2 separate regions of the Danio rerio genome follow, and region 1 is linked to region 2. The links are chromatin contacts, called in public HiChIP or PLAC-seq maps. All regions are on one chromosome and are shown on one strand. The core of a region is the stretch at or near the end of the contact, and the rest is flanking DNA. Distances in the headings are between cores, read along the strand shown. Region 1 holds the start of dlx1a (distal-less homeobox 1a). Region 2 holds the start of dync1i2a (dynein, cytoplasmic 1, intermediate chain 2a).

Evidence for each region. HiChIP or PLAC-seq counts read pairs in DNA pulled down with a chosen protein or histone mark.
Region 1: an H3K4me3 HiChIP or PLAC-seq map of embryo shows a contact between it and region 2, with 4 times the contacts expected there. The contact joins the promoter of dlx1a here to the promoter of dync1i2a in region 2. A contact is called at or near these places in 5 of 18 Hi-C or Micro-C datasets (caudal fin, embryo, hematopoietic stem cells and 1 more) and 2 of 4 datasets of contacts at active chromatin or transcription factors (caudal fin and embryo).

The regions. Positions count from the first base shown.
Region 1 is chr9:3,401,422-3,406,648 of GRCz12tu, forward strand. dlx1a (distal-less homeobox 1a) reads left to right here and starts at 1,494. Exons shown (of 3, transcript NM_131305.1): 1 at 1,494-1,940; 2 at 2,190-2,389; 3 at 2,938-3,501. The coding sequence starts at 1,628. The coding sequence ends at 3,183. It overlaps LOC141376047 (a long non-coding RNA gene), which reads left to right. Exons shown (of 8, transcript XR_012385125.1): 8 at 843-932. All of the region lies in intron 1 of LOC137496440 (a long non-coding RNA gene), which reads right to left.
Region 2 is chr9:3,183,855-3,188,679 of GRCz12tu, forward strand. dync1i2a (dynein, cytoplasmic 1, intermediate chain 2a) reads left to right here and starts at 2,218. Exons shown (of 15, transcript NM_001076667.1): 1 at 2,218-2,279.

The sequences.
Region 1 (5,227 bases), core at 244-2,743, 220 kb after region 2:
GACAGCCCTAAACATGTGCTGGCTATGTTTTTATTTTATTCCGTTTTAATTAATTTGTTTAACTATTATAAAGTAGACATTATTACGAGTTTATTCAAAACTGAATTTAAACTGAATCTAATTAACCTTATGAGTCCATTGAACTTATATAATATTACTACTAATATTACTAACTGACTTAAAAACAGGTTGCATAACTTAGTTTGATTATGATTTACTTATGATTAACTTACTAATATTAATGACCTAAAAACATTTGCTGTCAGAACTAATTGATCATATCATTTTCTGCAGTGTAGAATTGTGTGGTTTTGTGATATTGTAGCTTTAAGAAGGAAAATGAGGTATACATTTTAATTTCTATAGGTAGTAAACGTGAGGGAAATAAATAGCTATTTATACATTTGCTATTGTTTATCCGTGTTAAATGTAATTTTAACAGATCCAATTATTCAAACACAAATCTGCCAACTTTTTTTTTTTTTTACAAAAAAAAAAAACCTTTCGATACAAACCAAACATTGCAACGTCAACAAAACTCAAACCTGAAAGGAATAAACCAAATAATCGGAGTTTGTTATCAACACCGGCCTGTTTCTCTGATCCTCAAGCGCAGTAATTTAACCCGCGCGCGAGTGATGTGAATCTGCTCAACACTGCAAGTGTTAAATACACAGCTAATTATGCGTATGAAAATTAAACAACAGTGTTATGCTAATTTAGTTGGTTTCAGCTGTGTCTTCAAGCACTCGAGACTAGCATTTTAACCAAATGAATCATCAAAGTAATTCATCTTTGCTTGGAGACACACATTTATACCTGTACTTAATCATATTTGTTAGGTGTTAAATGCTTTGTTCACGGAGCCGTGACCAGCAGAAAATTAGGAGCATGCTATCTTCGTTCACTATTACGAAAGGTTTGCTTTTTATATAACAGCCTTTACTTTTGTTTTTTATTCTGATTTGTTTATTTTAAGAGATGTATTTATAATTAATATAATAGTAATAGTAATAATAATAATATAATTTACTTATAATTACACATATATTGCATAAGAATTACCATTTCCCCTTGGTTATATAATTTAATTTTACTGTTACTTTTCTGATAATTTGTTAATTGATACAGGCCTTACACTGATGGCACTGATATAAAAAAACGAATGTAATTATAAAAAATTTATATATTTTACACTGTTGAGACAAATTTGGTGGTTTCAGCGGAAATGTGTTTGAGCCTCCCAAGTACGGCCTATGCGTCTCGGTCCATTCCCTAAATTTCTACATTAGCATTGCACAATAGAGTCACAGGTTGGTCTTATTTCTTGAGTTTATCAGGTCCGTCGGACCCGACCCTCGGATTACCAATCCGCATCGCTCTTGGAGGGAGTGGACCAATCAGAGAGCACCTTGGATACATATTCATGATTCCCTGATTCAAACCTTTGAGCGAGTTTGTGTGGATCCACAGCATCGTACCTAGACTTTTCACAGAGACAAACTACATTTTCTTATGAATGGAAAGTGAAAAAATCAGTTGAGCTTAAATTGGGATCCATCCTTCACTCAGATCATAGAAGAAAACAAAAAAGCAGGGAGAGAGAGAGAGAGCGAGAGCGAGAGACATGACCATGTCTACAATACCAGAGAGTCTAAACAGCCCAGTCTCAGGAAAGAGCGTGTTCATGGAATTTGGGCCACCAAGTCAGCAAATGTCGCCTTCATCTATGACCCACGGACATTACTCAATGCACTGTTTACACTCCTCCGGACACCCGCAACACGACAGCGCATACAGCCCGGCTCCGTCCTTCCCTAGATCTCTGCCTTATCCATACGTCAACTCGGTCGGTAGCCATTCCTCCAGCCCGTACCTCAGCACCGTGCAGACCTACCCAAACAACTCGGCTTTGGCGCAGACCCGATTGGAGGACCCAGGTAAGAAATGCTTTGGTCTTTTTGCTGGTCGCTGCTTTTGTCGACGCACTACGAGAATGTTGGACTGGAGTAGCCCAGATGTGCTGTTATTAGGCTTGGTAATTATTTATTGCGTAATGCTATAAACAATGTATGCAATTAAGGCTAATTATACCTAAAGTGCCGCCTGTAAAACTTGTGCACAGTGATGTGAGCCGCACTGCATGAGCAGTCTGTGAGACAGTTTCTCCTTTTCTTTCTCCCTCCCAGCACCGGAGTCAGAGAAAAACACCGTGGTGGAAGGAGGAGAGGTTCGTTTCAACGGGAAAGGCAAAAAGATCCGCAAGCCCCGGACCATATACTCCAGTCTCCAGCTGCAGGCTCTGAACAGGCGGTTCCAGCAAACCCAGTATCTGGCTCTGCCAGAGAGAGCCGAGCTCGCCGCATCACTGGGGCTCACGCAAACACAGGCATGTGCTCAGCTTTTACTCGTTTTCAGGGAAGCAATAGAGGCTACATACATGTCGCTTTTACAATTTAAGAAATATTGGGTATTTTTATATTGGCATTCTCTTTTTGAAGTGTAGGCTAGTGCACTTTTTCTCTCTATAAAGGCCTGCTGTCAAGGGTATTATTTGTTGGTCACACTTTACTATAAGGTTTCATTGAGAGTAACGTATTTACTAACATGAACTAATAATGAACTACATGTACTAAATTTATTATCCATAGTTCAACACTTACTAATGCATTATTAAAATGACAAACTCATGCTTGTTAATATTAGTTAATACATCATAACAAGAAACCAACAACGAACAACTTTATTGCCAGTTATAAACTTGAATAAACACTGTATTTAATGTATTATTTATTGTTTGTTTAGTACATACTAACACTGACTATTGTGAATTGTTACCCATTTGTCTGAGAGAACGCAGAAGTAAGTGAACGATGCTTTATTCAACGTGAATCAGATATCGTCTCTCATTCTCTGAACTCGTTTTTCCTTTTCCAGGTGAAGATCTGGTTTCAGAACAAACGCTCCAAGTTTAAGAAACTGATGAAGCAGGGTGGAGGAACAATAGACACGAACGCTTTGGCTAACGGGCGCGGACTGTCCACCGGATCTCCATCCGTGGCGCCCGTCTGGAACACAACAGCCACCGTCAAAACGTCCACACCGACCTCTTATATTCCCAGTTACACCTCATGGTATCCCACAGCACACCAGGACACTATGCAGCAGCCACAGCTCATGTGAACCAGGACTGCTGAAACAACCCCGCCCCTCTGTCCACCAATGGCCCAGTTCAGGGGACCCGACACAGGCAGTCACTCTGCGGCCTTACACACCCTGGCCCTTCGCAGCCCAGACCAGATGTGATCCGGAGACACTCTCTCTCTCTTTTTCACACAAAAAGACACCTGCTGACACACACTGTCCAGCGGGGACTGAACCAGGGTCGTCCGGTCGCACCGGAGAAGAAACACGTCTCTTTTTTGAATTGAAGGGAATGGCGGGAAAGTGGGTCAAATCAAAGCTGCTACTCTGCCCTTTCCGTGACTCTTTTTGTTGTTGTGTAAAAAAAAAAAAAAAATCATGAGACTAGTCACTAATGTATTTCGTTTTCTTCAAATTTGTTGTTTTCCATATGAAATTTGGAGTTACCGGGTTGAACATTACACCAAACTGCGCATTTCTTTCCAAGAAGTGGCTAAAATACAGTCGCTTCAGGCTTATTCAGCGTGTAAAGACTGGGATAAATCACACCGTGAGCAAGTCTCCTGATTTTCCCCATTTTAAAGGGAAGAAAGACATCTTTAAACAAGATTATTTTGTATGTACGGCGTTTTTTTGTGTTTATTTAAATATAACTTATTTAGATTATGTTTTTGTTTTGATTATATGTTTGTATGTTTTATTTAAAAAAAAATAAATGTTCTTTAAATTATGATGTGAGGCTGCACTATAAAACAGAAACACTTCCCTCGGATTTGAACCTAGTTTGTAAACCCGAGTGTTTTACTTTATTGGATCACACAAAGAGGAGATAACCGCGTCTATCATCAGCGCTGGATGGGAAGTGTTGACAGCTCTTAAATGTACAGAAATAGTCGTTTTCGTTGTGTGCTGAATAATTTGTGCAAAAGGATCTAAACATGGTTGTGTTTAATTAAAATTCATGTGTTTTTTTCCGTTTTACATTGAAAAGAAATCATAGTTTTATAGCCTACCGGTCATATTAATTTATTGTTTTTGTTTCATGGAGTCTTGTATAATGTGTAAACACGAACAGTAAAAATCTGCTTATAAAAGAAGTTACAAAATGTCATCGCAACTTTTATTGCTTTGAAAAATGAACCAAATTCAGGTAACCGAACAAAATACCAACAATTAATAACAAATTAAACCTATGCTGTGTATTGAAAGTCAAATTAACAGACCTATAAACAATATTTAGCCGTGTTTCTCACATTTCAATCATGACCAAACGCATTTAGATAACAACAACAATAACAACAGCCTTATAAACAATAACTAATTTCTGTCTGCTTCTAAATGACACGTCCAGTTTTGCACTGCAATCCGAGCCAGCGATTAATCTTGCGGTGGTTTCTGTAACACCAACCCTAACACAGTAATTCCTCCGACAATAAGGGCACTTGTTTCTTTTCACTTTCGTTTAGCCGCTATAAGCTCTTTTCTGCTCTTGTGTGGTTGCTTTTGATGGCCGTGTGTTAAGTGAATAATCGGGCAGGTGCCGCTCATGGAGGGGCAGATGAAGAAAGACTGGGGCTGTAAGGGGGGGGAGGAAATGCAGATAGGTAAAGAATGACATGTTCAAAAGAGCCTTTTGTTTGGGGGCTGATGGTTTAACTGCGCATTTTAAGAAAAATTCTGATGCAGATAGATGCCGGCAAGTAACAATACAAAGGACATTTCTTGTAATTTCCAGATAAGCTTTTGTTGCTTGCTGGGTCTTTACATTGTAATCTGTTCACTTGATATAGGCTATATCTTGCTTGTTTATTATCATCATTATTATATGTATTATTATTGATATTACCATCATCATCTTCATTATTATTATTATTATTTGATTTTAGTTGTTTTATCAAATGAAAGACACTGAAAACAAAATGTTGTGTTTCACACAATTCATTTATTAAGTTAACTTAATTGATTTTACAAATTCAAGTAGATTGACATTAAAGCAATTAAGTTGTCCCAAAAAAACCTCAAGTATAGTGTTGATTCAGCTGATTTTAAATAAGTAGTTTAAACAAGCAGCAAAAATATATTT
Region 2 (4,825 bases), core at 968-3,467:
TACTTTTACTTAAGTAGAAAAGTGTAGTCAGTACTTTTACCAGAGTCGTTTTAAACATGAGTATCTGTACGTCTAGTTGAGTAAAAGATTTGTGTACTTTTGTCATCTCTGGTGGTGCTCAACCATGTTCCTGGAGATTTTAGCTCCAATCTAAATCAAACACAAATAAACCATCCAAGTAAGATCTGAAGGAGCACTTGGTAATTAAAGACAGGTGTGTTTCTCAAGGTCAAGGTTGCAGCTGAACTCTGCAGAAAGCTACATCTCCAGGAACAGGACTGAGCAGCCCGGTGGTAGTGCTGTTGACCTAATGGTTCTCTTTCTGTGTGTTTGGGTTAGTTTACTCTGGTGTATTATTGTTATTTTCTCTGATTGCCACAAGGCTTTAGTTCTGTCTCCTAATTATTAGCCCCCCTTTTCATTTTTTCATATTTCCCAAATGATGTTTAACAGAGCAAGGAAAGTTTTGTTGGAATATCTAGCCAATTCCATGTGTGTTCAAGAGAAAAGGTCAGGAGAGGTTTTTCTTCAATGTCAAAAATCGTAACAATTTATTAGATACAAATGAATAATTCGATGACAGAGCTCTGGGTTACGTTACCCCAATGCAATACAAGAATTACATTCAAGAGGTTTGCAACTAACATACATTTCCTGACTCCAGCATATATACACAACCGATCTTAACAGGTGGAGTTTTGGTGTAACGTCACTTGTCAGTCATTGTTCAGTCCTCCATTGGCCGCACCTTCGACATACTTCCTCTTTTTCTACGAATGCTCTGCACAACAACAAAGCATACATCTTTCTGTGTTCTGTGTTCAGTTTTAACACCTCTCTTCAGACAGGAAGTTTCTGCAAAGCTGAATTTAATTTTGGACCAGCATCTATCTACTTCAGCAAAAATGCTAATTAGTATGCACAGCATTCACACACAACATTAGAAATTCAGTTAATATATGACCCTTACATGATCAATACAAATAATTGTTTGATTAAAAGAAAAAGAGACAAAAATAATAAAAAATGATTCCTATTTTACAACAACAGTTTCACAGTGTGTCTAATAATATTGTTTTCTTCTGGAAAAAGTCTTATTTGTCTTATTTCCGTTAGAATAAAAGCAGTTTTTAATTTTCAAACAGCATTTTAAGGTCAAAATTATTAGCCCCTTTAAGACAACTTTTTTTCCAATAGTCTACAGAACAAACCATCATTATACAATAACTTGCCTAATTACCCTAACCTGCCTAATTACCCTAATTAACCTAGTTAAGCCTTTAAATGTCACTTTAGGCTGTATAGACGTGTCTTGAAGAATATCTAGTCAAATATTATTTAGTCATCATAGCAAAGATTAAATAAATCAGTTATTAGAAATGAGTTATTAAAACTATATTGATTAGAAATGTGCTGAAAAGGTTTTCTCTCCATTTAACAGAAAACAGGGAAAAATAAACAGGGGCGCTAATAATTCTGAATTTAACTGTATGTGATGGTGTTCCTGTGTGTTTATTGATGAAGCTCATGCAGTCTCTTCTCCGTCCTGTGTACATAAATAGATATACAACTAACTAACTAACTAACTAACTAACTAACTAACTAACTAACTAACTACCTAACTACCTAACCCCACCCCCCCAACAAAAAAAAAAGACATCCTGGGTTGTACGTTGCATGTTGGTAAAGCAGAGGCGTAATCCACATGCATTTAAGGAGCGTTTATTAATAAATCCATAAAAGAGGAAACAACAGGAAGATCCACCAACATAGTGGAACAAACATTTAACAACTGACTGACACACAAGGGCTATATACACAGGGGGCAACAATTAGGCTAAGCAAGCAGACAAGATTACTTCTCAATCAGCACCCCTGTTCAGTCAGTGCACTCATCAGGGTATCAGCTATTTAAAGTGCGGTCATGATCTGAAAACTCTAATAGTGCACTGAAATGTTTGTATCCTGAAAAGTCTCACAATATGCAGTATTAATTTGTATATATAAAGCGTTTTGCTTTACTATTTTTTTATGTTATGTTACTATGTTTCATATCTAGACCTATTTTAAATAACAAAATATTTACTTTTCCTTTAGCTCATTTTTGTTTTTGTATATGGTACTTTCCTATTCTGTAGTATTTCACAGCAATCGCGTTTTAAACATTCGCTTTTTTGATCCTCCCGGCACCCGTCAGAGTCGCGCCTCCGCATCCGCGCACCCGGAAACTGAGCAGGGCAACAAAAGCAGCGCTTTCTGCAGGCAACAAACAATCTCAGGTCTGCTTATAACATGCTTTTAAATAAGAGAAAACGTTTCAATAATGTGTCTATGACTCTAGTCAACTTTTTATCCGCCGGGTTGTCACTTTTATGCGTTGGGTGTAGTCCAGCAGTAGCTATTTACCAGGAGTGCTGTTGGGAGTCAGTCATATGACAGTCACGCATTTAAAATCGACTGCGAATATAATATTTTGTATATAACGTTAACATGATGTAATATGATATGAATGAAGTGATGTGCTTATGATTCTGTTTGTTTATGTAGTGAAAGGACAGAAGTTAATCTCTAGCAGATTAACAGTTACTGACAGCAGGAAAATCCGCTTTAAGATGATTTAGTCAATATTTATTTGCTCCCAGAGCTAGTGAAGTGTTTACTGATTTTATAACTAATGTAATTGAGATCAAATTGGTTTTATATTCGCACATTCATTCATTTTTGAACAGTGACAGGGTCTCTGCATTGTTTACCACGATGTTTTGTAAATTGGGTCTAAAATATAGAGGTAAAGTTGGTTTTATATTCGGATATTCAGACATTCCCCTTAATAATATCATTTCAGAAAAGTATTCATTGCAAATTCTAAATAGGGAAATCATATTAGCCGCACATGAGTATCAAAGTACAACATTGTTCACAGTCAAATAAACAGTGTTAATGTTGTTTTCAAGTCATACTTGCATGGTAATTCCGATCGAATATTCAAAGTAACATGGTAAACAATATATATAGACTGCTAAATAAACGAATGTGTGAATATAAAACCAACTTTACCTCTATGTCTAAAATTGCAGTCTCTGATACTGGTAATATACAAGCATATTTCACCCACTAATATCTTAAAACTTGGTTTCTTAATAGTAAGTTTACATTTTATGAATGTAAAATTTTGTTAACAATATAAGTAATCTAATTAAATAAATTGATTAGGATAGACTGTAAAGCCAAAAAGTGATTTTTTCCCATAATGATGAAAGAGGTTTTGAACACTGAAAATTGGTTACAAATAAATTAATACATTACAAACATTAATACATTTTTTGCACCTTTGCAAGTTGACTATGTACAATGCCAAAATAAGTGAAGAGTACAGATGCAAAAACCTCTAAGTGCCGTCTGAAATTTTCATAAAAAATGAGCCTTTCTCAGCCTCCTCCTATTCTCAGCCTCCTTTGTTTTTGTTGAGTAATTTCGCTTTGAAAAGTAGTACTGAACCTACACACAGGAGGCTAATAAAAATGATAGAGGTAAAGATAGTTTTAGATTTGGATATTTAGACATTCTCCTTAATTTAATTTCAGAAAAGTATGCTTTGCAAATTCTAAAAAGGGGAAATCATATTAGCAGCCAATGACTATCAAAGTACAACATTGTTCACAGTGACTTAGATAGTGTTAATTTTGTTTAGAAGTCATACTTGCATGCTAATTCTGACCTAATATTCAATTTAGCATGGTAAACAATATTAAGACAGTTAAATGAATGAATGTGCGAATACAAAACCAACTTTACATCTAAAAAATTATAATTTTTGCATCAAAAAAATTATAATTTTTGGGTATTTCTGTTGTCTCATATTTATTACAAAAAAATACAATTTACATCTATCCCACTTTTAAGTTTATGTGGAATGTTTTGCTGGATAAAATCTGTGGAGACGTTTATAGGATATTTCTTTCATTTAATTTCTAACATGATATTTCAGTTGTAACAGCCACACTTTTTTTTTTTTTTTTTTTACAGAAAATCAATTTACTGTAGAATGAGATAGATATATGTATATATATATATATATGTAGGCACAACACAATTGTTGTTTGCTAGTTTCAGCTCGGCGCAAGAGTCGTTTTGACGTTTTGCAGCACGTTGTTTAGATATCAAATGCATTTGCGCTCATATGTGCGCCCATAGGCATTCTGGTCTAAAAAAGGAGGTGTGTTGAGGCACATTGCTGGCGCGTTGCTATTTTCAGGAACTTAAATAGACGGTTCAATAGATCAGATCAAAGCCGGTCTATTGTCCAGCGCAGAGCGTGATAGTTTTGCGCCTCACTTACACATTGCTTAACACACACAGGATGTACAGCAATACACAAATATCTTTATAAATGAGAAAGAATTAAAGGGTTAAAATATTACAAAAAATATTTTTTTCTAGCCTACATAAATATAAAAACCAAACTTTCATGTCTTCTTCATCTCGGGGGCCTTTTTCAGTTCATTCATAACAATTTGCTTTTGTATAATGTTATTATTATTCGCAGTATTACTTATTATATCCATATTTATATTTGTTTTATTAAAAACATGCTTAGATTTGTTCACCTGTCAGGTTTTAGACCATATGGGGCACAGCATGTGTATTTTGATATAACTCAGGTTTTTGAGCACATTTTGCTATTATTATTCATTTATTCATTTGCTGGAAATTAGCACTGAATTTAGAAATAGTTTTGAAACAAATATTTGTGCTTAACAAACTAAATTAAACATAGGCTAATTAATGTCTGCGTACAACACATTTCCCTATCCATGAGAGCGAA